Regions from separate parts of the Sus scrofa genome. Here region 1 is linked to region 2. A link is a contact called in public Hi-C data. All regions are on one chromosome and are shown on one strand. Each heading gives the region's core, a stretch centred on a gene start, on an enhancer-like site or on the middle of the called end of the contact. The rest is flanking DNA. Distances are from core to core; before and after follow the strand shown.

Region 1 (4,313 bases), core at 88-2,587, 720 kb after region 2:
TCCCCATGGCAGATTCTTACTCACCATTTTACCTCTACTCTGACAAATACCAGCCCCTTGCAAGTAATGAACAAAGGAATGAATGAAACGCAAACTTCTTTGCTAAAGCCACTATCATCTTCCCAGCTCTGGCTAGCATATGCTGGCATCCAACGTTTAAAAACACAATCTGTGCAAGACAAACTGGAAATTGAGGATACTCTGGACATTAACTTAACTTTCACTTGAAACAGTCACTGCTTTCTTCTGACACAGTACCAGTGTTTCGCACATGCTAGTGTCTTCCATTGCGTTTTGTCCTCATAACCTAAATACTTTCTAATGGAGTACAAGGAATTGGGAAGTTAGGTCACACTTTTCAAAAAGTGCAATTATTGAATCTGCTCCTTATCTGTCACTAGTCTCTTTTTGCTTTTTAGGGCCACACCAGCGGCATATGGAAGTTCCCAGGACCCAAGCCACGTCTGCAACCTACACCACAGCTCACGGTAAGGCCCAGATCCTTAACCCACTGAGTGAGGCCAGGGATCGAACCTCTGTCCTCATGGCTCCTAGTCGGATTCGTTTCCGCTGCACCACGACAACGGGAACCATATCTGTCACTAGTCTAATCTTGCTCAACTGTCAAGTCCTGCAGTAGCTTCATGTGGGAGCTTATGACAGGTTTTCTGGTCGGTGTGAGTGTTGGAGGATCAAAGCTACGGAAAACAGAGCTGACAGCCATGGCAGTAGCAAACTCACAGTCGGGACTCGATAAATAATCCGTTTTGTGAATAAGTACTACACATCCACTTTCCTGACAATTGCAGTAAAGGTTTTAGAGCTTGCTGAGGGACACTGTCCGGGCAAGGGAGGTGTGGGATCGCAGGAACTGTCACATTCAAGCAAGTCTGGGCCCTGGACTCCCAAGCACCCGGGCCTCGGTTTCCCGACTGCGAATCGGGAGGCTGAGCTCTGACCCTCGCTGCAGGAAGAAGAGGCTGCATCCACACACACACCGAGGCGGGTAGGCCGCCCCGAACGCATCGGCTCCCCGCCCCGGGTCCCGCACTCACCCGGCCCCGCACCCTGCGCGTCTCTCAGCTGAGTCTTGAAGCGCACGCCCGTGAGCTCTTCGGTGCGGGCTCGCTTGGCTGCGCCCGCAGGGGTAGCTCCACCTTCCCGGCCGCCCGCAGCCTTCCTTTTGGGGACCCCCATGGCCGAGAGGGCGGGGACGCGCCGGGACCCACACACCCCGGGACCTGACAAGAGGACACCGGGGGAGACCCGACAGGCACCTGTGGCCCACACGTGGGCTGAAGGGGCGGGGGGCTGTCGGAAGAGGCGGAGCCTCGGGAGGGAGGCCGGCGGAAGGGGCGGGGCCTGTGGGAAGGGCGGGGCGGGGCCTGTGGGAAGGGCGGTCCGGCGGAAACCCGGTAGCGGTTCCCTCTTGGCTGTGCGATTCTAGCTCCCTAGCTCGCTGCCCCGGGCCGAGCCGACGCTCCACCACACCCGCGCTTGGCCTCGGCGCGGGGGGGCGGGGGCGTCTATCGGCGGCTTTCTCGAGGGTTCTTGGGAGGAAGAATCCCCAGATCCTCCACTCCTGGGGGGCACGAGCCAGACCGCTGGCAGCAGCACCGTCAGCTCGGTTCTTGACCTGTGGGCGCCCTAATGGTGCCTCTTGACTGACATGCAGCGGGATTCGGTGCTTTGCCTGTTCGAGGCCCAGCGAGTTGGCCAGGAGGGTGGCTGCCCCGGGCTAAGTGCCAGGTGGGCTTTTGTGGGGAGATCCTTGCTCTGGGACCAGGTCGAAGGTCGTGCGGATGCCCCTAACCCTGACCCCTAGCTTATCTCACATCCGGAACCAGACTGGCTTGTCTGGTGCGATGTCGCCCCAGACGACCTCCACTTCCCCAAACTGATGGGTGGACTTGCGCCTTTCTGGTCATGTAGGGTGGGAGGAGGGGATCAAATGAAGTAACGTCTGTGAAAACCCTACGCGGACAGCGCAGCAGCCTCCACATCTAAGCCCCTGTCATTAAAATGGAGACAGTAAAGCCAGCTGTTCTCAGCGGAGAAAGTGATGCAATGCATGAAAAACTGCTTTGACGGGAGAAAAAAAAAAACTACTGTGTTTTTGTAAGATGTTATTGACTTGTTCTGAAATAAAACGGAGGTATAAATAAGTGGAAACAGGCTAGTGCATTTTTTAATACAACTTCATCCATACTTGGTTATGTGCGCAAACAAATCATGAAGCAGGTCATTAGATAAGTCATTTGGTGATTCCTGGAATTATCTGTCAGCTTGTCCTCTAGTATGAGAAAGTACTGCCCCGTGGTCTGTAAGCAGATCTGTTGTGAGCATCTGAGAACAGTGGCTTTTTGTGACCTGTTAGGGTTTCAGAGTCTCTAATAGAAAAAGCCTGTGCTGTTGACCCTGTGCTCCTGACCTGGCAAGACTATTGTGCCTGTGGAAATGCCTACCTTGTAGGCAGGTCAGAGGGAGTAGCCTGAGCAGATCTGAACTGATGCAGAGGTATTAAAAGGCAGGGATATGCTCAAAATTTAGGCTGTCAAGGAGGATACTCTTGTTAGTAAAGACAGACTTAATTCTGACCGGTCATCTTCACGGGGTTCTTTTCTATGGTTAATTGCCAACCACCAACTTTGTTTTCAACCACAGTGGACCTGACCAAAGAGACAGCAGAGAGAAGCAGGAAATAGTCAAAAACTATTCAGTTTCTGCCTACGTGACCTTGAGCAAATTATCATCTCTCTTTAGAAAGACTTAGAGAAAGTGGGAGAACTTGCTGGTACTATCCAGTTTGTAAGCGGTGGACCACTCACCCAGTGTATCCTAGCTCCAATTTTATTTTATTTTATTTTATTTTATTTTATTTATTTATTTATTTATTTATTTGTCTTTTTGCCTTTTCTAGGGCCGCTCCCACCACATATGGAGTTCCCAGGGTCTAATCAGAGCTGTAGCCACTGGCCTACACCACAGCCACAGCAACATGGGATCTGAGCCGCGTCTGCAACCTACACCACAGCTCATGGTAATGCCAGATCCTTAATCCACTGAGCAAGGCCAGGGATCGAACCTGCAACCTCATGGTTCCTAGTCAGATTCGTTAACCACTGCACCATGACGGGAACTCCTTAGCTCCAATTTTAAAACAAAGAAACAGGGAGTTCCCATCATGGCCCAGTGGTAATGAACCTGACTAATATCCGTGAGGATGCAGGTTCAATCCCTGGCCTAGCTCAGTGGGTTGGGAATCTGGTGTTGCTGTGGGCTGTGATATACGTTGCTTATGTGGCTCAGATCTTGCATTACTGTGGCTGTGGTGTAGGCCGGCACCTGCAGCTCCAATTCGACCCCTAGCCTGGGAACTTCCATATGCCATGGGTGCGGCCCTAAAAAGACAGAGAAAGGAAAGAAGGGGGGAAGAAATAGGAGTTCCCGCTGTGGCACAATGGGATTGGTGGCCTCTCTGGAGCACTGGGACACAGTTAGATATCCAGTCAGGCACAGTGGATTAAAGGATCTGGCATTGCTGCAGCTTCGGCATAGGTAGCAACTGCCCCTCGGATCTGACCCCTGGCTTGGGAACTCCCTATGTTCCTGAGCTGACTGCGCCAAAAAAATAAAAGCAAAAACAAAGAAACAGAGGTTGGCCGTGCCCATCCCAGCCTTAGCCGGAGACATACCGGATGAAGTAGGGCACAGAAGTGCAGATGGATGCTTCAGACTAAGTCAGCTGATGCAATGAATCCTTGATACCAAGTCACTAACCCTGCTTAACCCCACCTGTTCAGATACCAGGCTCACCAATCAGCCTCTGAATGGTGACATGGCTTTCTATGTAACAGTTCTGTGTGGAGAGAAAAGGCTTTATTGGCCCCAAGAACATTCTGGTTCATTAAAAACAAGCATTCTAAAGCTGGTATCCTCTTCAGGGCCTTTGCACATGCTGTTCCCTCCCTCTGAAACTCTGCCCAGACCTCACGTGGCTCCTCCTCTCACTTCATTCACTTCATGTGGGCTCTTCCTGTCCATCTCTTCTTACCCACCTCAAATTTCGCTTATTGCCTTTATCACCTACTGGTGATGCCAGATCCTTAATCCACTGAGCAAGGCCAGGGATCGAACCTGCAACCTCATGGTTCCTAGTCAGATTCGTTAACCACTGCGCCATGACGGGAACTCCTTAGCTCCAATTTTAAAACAAAGAAACAGGGAGTTCCCATCATGACCCAGTGGTAATGAACCTGACTAATATCCGTGAGGATGCAGGTTCAATCCCTGGCCTAGCTCAGTGGGTTGGG
Region 2 (4,536 bases), core at 242-2,741:
ACACGACCTGCGGTTTAACGAGGCTTCGGGTGAGTCTAAAGCATGCTTCCAGGTTAAGTTAACCTCACTTCAGCTCAACTCATCTTTACTACTCAGGCATCCCTGGAGGGAGAAGATTCTTCTCCCCTTAATGGCTCCTCCCCAACCCTCGGGGTTTATCAAACAATTTCCCCAACAAACGTACTCACGTGGGGGCGGGGGGGGGGGTGAGATCCCCATTTTAAGCCAAACTGTTGCAGACAAATGCACGTTCACTGTAAATGTAAGTTTACACTGTAACGTTTTTGAGAACATTAGCAAAAGTCTAATTTGCACTCTCCAAAGGTACCCACCCACAGTCTCTGGTACATTTTTCTAGAGATTTCTGAGCACCCAGATAACTATGTTTATATATATATATATATTTTTTTTTCTTTGTCTTTTTGCCTTTTCTTGAGCCGCTCCCGCGGCATATGGAGGTTCCCAGGCTAGGGGTCAATCGGTAGCCACCAGCCTACGCCTGAGCCACAGCAACGCGGGATCCGAGCCGCGTCTGCAACCTACACCACAGCTCACGGCAACGCCGGATCCTTAACCCACTGAGCAGGGCCAGGGACTGAACCCGCAACCTCATGGTTCCTAGTCGGATTCGTTAACCACTGCGCCACGACGGGAACTCCAATGTTTATATTTTTAAATAAAAAGGCACAAAGGCAGTTTGTATGCTCATTTCTTATTTTTGAAATCTCTTCTTGAAGGACAAGCAATCCTCTGGACTATGAGGAACCATCAATTATTCACCTACTCTAACCTCCTTGACGGCTGTGCCAGCAGAGACAGGCCACAGAGGTGCGTAGAAGATCAGTCAGGTGACATTTTGGTATTTTTAGATTTGTGGCCTTGCCAAACAGGAAATGCTCGCAAAGAATACACGAATCTGATAACCAAAGAAGTAACTTCACAGGTCATGGACTAAGAAAACTGCAGGGAAGAAAAGCTGAGGCCAGGGATTGGGATGTTTCGACTTTACACACTCTCAGAAATGACAAACACTAGACACATAAAAAACGAAAACTATCAAAAGCACCCAGCTCCATTGTGCCAACTTCTAAATAACAAATGCGACAACGTCACGACCAAAGTCAGAACGAACTACGTTTCCAGACAAAGGGACCTCAGGTCTTCAAGGCGTGCCGTGTATACCTCATTTTTCCAACTTCGTGTGCTGCAATCCACGGATTGCCCGTTTTTGAGGAGAAATGTTGTTTTTTTCCACAGCGCCAGCTTTCTGGGCGTTTTACAGCCGCGGGGCGGTGGGAGCCGGCGGCGTGGAGAGGAAGGCTGCACACGCGGCCCCTTGGCCCCGCCCCCGGCCATTCCCGGCCGCTCGCGTCCCGAGGTTCCCCGTGGGGAGCGGGTTGAGCGCGCGAGCGGCGATTGGTTCCGGGCAAGGGTGGGCGGGGCGAGACGGTCCGGCCTATAAAGGTTCCACGGCGCCGCCGGCTCGGTTTGCGTCGGCGTGTACTGCGGCCTCTCCCGCTGCTTCTGGTACCCTCCCAGCCCGGACCGGAGCGCGCCCCCGCGAGTCATGGCGACGAAGGCCGTGTGTGTGCTGAAGGGCGACGGCCCGGTGCAGGGCACCATCTACTTCGAGCTGAAGGCAAGGGCAGGCGCGGGGAGAGCGGCGGCGAGGCCGTGCCGCCGCACCTGTGCCCTGCAGCGGGCGGCGGGCGAGCTGGGCCTCGGGCGGCCCTCGCCACGCCCCCGGCGCGCGGGTCGGCGGGTCCCCACCGCCTCTCTGCCCCGCGACGGTGCTGCGCCCCCGGGCCGCTACCCGCGCGCGTCCGCGGAATGCTGAGTCATTGGGCCAGCCCGGCGGTGGCGGTGCGTGGTGAGGCCTGGGCGGGTCGCCCGGTGGGTGCCAACAACCGCGGGCCCCGGGGGAAGAGGAGAAAGTGAGGGAGGAAGGCCGGCTGCCCCGGGGCCTCCTCGGCATCCGCAGGCCTGGCCCGAGCCCTCACGTGCTGGAGGAGGCCGTGGCCATTGCTGGCGGGGTCATTTTCTGGGGCCTGAGGCTCTGCGGACTCCTGAGTTGCGCAGTATGAGGCCCGACCCGCCCTTGAGATCCGGGGGTGGCGGGTGCGGCCGGGCAGTCCGGGTATTCGAGCATCCGTTATCCCTTTGGGGCTTCCTTTCAGCTTGAGCTCTCTGGTTCAGGGGTCTGCGGACTACGGCCCGCGGACCTGTTCTTTCATGGGGCGGTGTTTGTACAGCCCTTGAGCTGAGTGGTTTTTATGTTTATTTTCTTAGGAGTTTGTATTTTTATATGTTCATGTTCAAAGGGCATGAAAACAAGAGTATGCGACAGAGACCCTTACAGAAAAGTTTGCTGACTTATTCTAGGTCATGGTCAGGTTCTGAGGGCAAAGAAGATGGCCCTGCAAAGCTCCAGAAGCCAGAGATCTAACAGGTTTTCCAGAGGGACGGTTTTTAACCCTGGGTGCACAGTAGACTCATTAAGGGAGCTTTTTGTATTTATTTATTGGTCTTTTGTCTTTCTAAGGCCGCGGTATATGGAGGTTCCCAGGCTAGGGGTGCAATCAGAGCTATAGCTGCCGGCCTTTGCCACAGCCACAGGAACACCAGATCCGAGCCGAGTCTGCGACCTATACCACAGCAGCTCACAGCAACACCGGATCCTTAACCCACTGAGCAAGGCCGGGGATGGAACCCGCAACCTCATGGTTCCTAGTCAGATACGCTTCTGCTGCACCACAAGAGGAACTCCTTGTATTTTAATTAAAAATTTTTTTAAATTTAAATTTAAATTTTATTTTGCTGCAGCCGGGGCATGCAGAAGTTCCTGAGCCAGGCCTCAAATCTGTGCCACAGCAGCAACCCTAGTCACAGCAGTGACAAGGCAGGATCCTTAACCTGCCAGGCCACCAGAGAATGCTTCAGGGTTTTTTTTTTTTTTTTTTTTAAATACAGATACCAGGGCCCACTTCTGGATCATTTGAATGAGAACCTGATGGGTGTTGAGGGTTGCTGTTTTATTTGTTCATTTTTGGCCTCTCTGCCAGCATGTGGAGTTCCCAGACCAGGGATCAGATCCCAACTGCTGTTGCAACCTATGCTGCAGCAACGCTGGATCCTTTAACCCCTTCTGTGGCAGGATGGTACCCGTGACTAGGTGCTGCTTCGGATCCCTTTGTGCCACAGCAGGAGCTCCAAGGATTGCTGTTTTTAAAGTTTCCAAAATGGTTCTTAGTGCGTGGGGATTGTGAATTCCATTTGGTAAGGGTAATGGATGGGATTTGGGAGTCCAGTTTAAGTTAAGAGAGCTGGAGTATTTCCATTGTGGGAAATTACCACTTCCCTTTCTTGGAGCATTCATTTAAACACATTCTCTGTTCAGTGACTTTGAAGTGTCTCTACAGTAGGCCTATTGCTGAGATGGTAGAGGATAAATCTCTAAACAAAACTGTACAGAAATACTGATAATATTGCAAAACACAATGAGGAGGGTCCCCCACTCCCAAATCTTAGTTTACCAGTGGGTGGAAAACTCTGTTGGCTTGTTAATCATGAGGGACTATTTAAAATAGGAATTAGATTTAGTCTTTAAAGTGGTTTATGGGGAGTTCTCGTTGGCTCAGCAGTAATGAACCTGACAGGGATCCATGAAGATGTGGGTCGATCCCTGGCTTCGTTCAGTGGGTTAAGGATCTGGTGCTGCCATGAGCTGTGGTGTAGGTTGCAGAGCGGCTGGGATATTGCATTGCTGTGGCTGTGGTGTAGGCCGGCAGCTGTAGCTCCAATTCAACCCCTAGCCTGGGAATGTTCATATGCCACAGGTACGGTCCTAAAAGGCCAAAAAAAAAAAGGATGGTTTATGGAAATGTGAGAGGATGGGAAAAGTAGTCTAGATAAGTGTCCCATCTGTAGAATTTATATGAGAGAGAACTTATATTTGAGCTGAATTTTTTCCTTTAAGTGGTTTCGTAATTTTCTGGAAAGGACTCTTTGGCTTTGATTAATTTTTGCAGTTTTCACTTGCCAGAGTTTGTGTTGTACTTACTTTTTCCTCTCCATTAGAGACCCTAAGAAGCCTCTGAGCATTCTTTCGCTTTGGCCATTGAGAACGAGTACAGAGGCATTATATTCAGAAGCCAAACTGAATCCACACATAACCAACGTTCCCTTGTCTTTCCATCCTCCCTTAGCAGCTTGTATGGTTCCCACTTGTAAGTTCCAGACTTCATTTTGGTGGTGCTGTTTGTACCTGATAAAGACCCTTGGGTATGCAGGTATATTAAATTGGTAATAAACGGTATTTCTTGGCTTAGTGAGTGCTTACGCTTTTGGATTAATTTCCAATTTTCAGAAATCAGAAATTTTCACCAGTAAGTCCAAATTCCTAGCTTTTCTTAGAAATGTGGAGATCTGCCCACGTGGAGCCATCATTAGCCCAAGGCAACTCTGTGCTGGACCAGTTTACACTTCTGCTTCCCTGACCTGTTTTACTCATTTGAGTAATACCCAGGTCCCTGCAGG

Evidence for each region. A called contact is a pair of places that touch in the nucleus more often than the background predicts.
Region 1: a Hi-C map of liver shows a contact between it and region 2, with 4 times the contacts expected there. The contact joins the promoter of URB1 here to the promoter of SOD1 in region 2. A contact is called at or near these places in 1 of 5 promoter capture datasets (liver) and 1 of 47 Hi-C or Micro-C datasets (liver).

What each region holds. Positions count from the first base shown.
Region 1 is chr13:196,046,545-196,050,857 of Sscrofa11.1, forward strand. URB1 (nucleolar pre-ribosomal-associated protein 1) reads right to left here and starts at 1,338. Exons shown (of 41, transcript XM_021069844.1): 1 at 1,056-1,338. The coding sequence starts at 1,197.
Region 2 is chr13:195,325,082-195,329,617 of Sscrofa11.1, forward strand. It overlaps SOD1 (superoxide dismutase 1), which reads left to right and starts at 1,492. Exons shown (of 7, transcript NM_001190422.1): 1 at 1,492-1,639. The coding sequence starts at 1,568.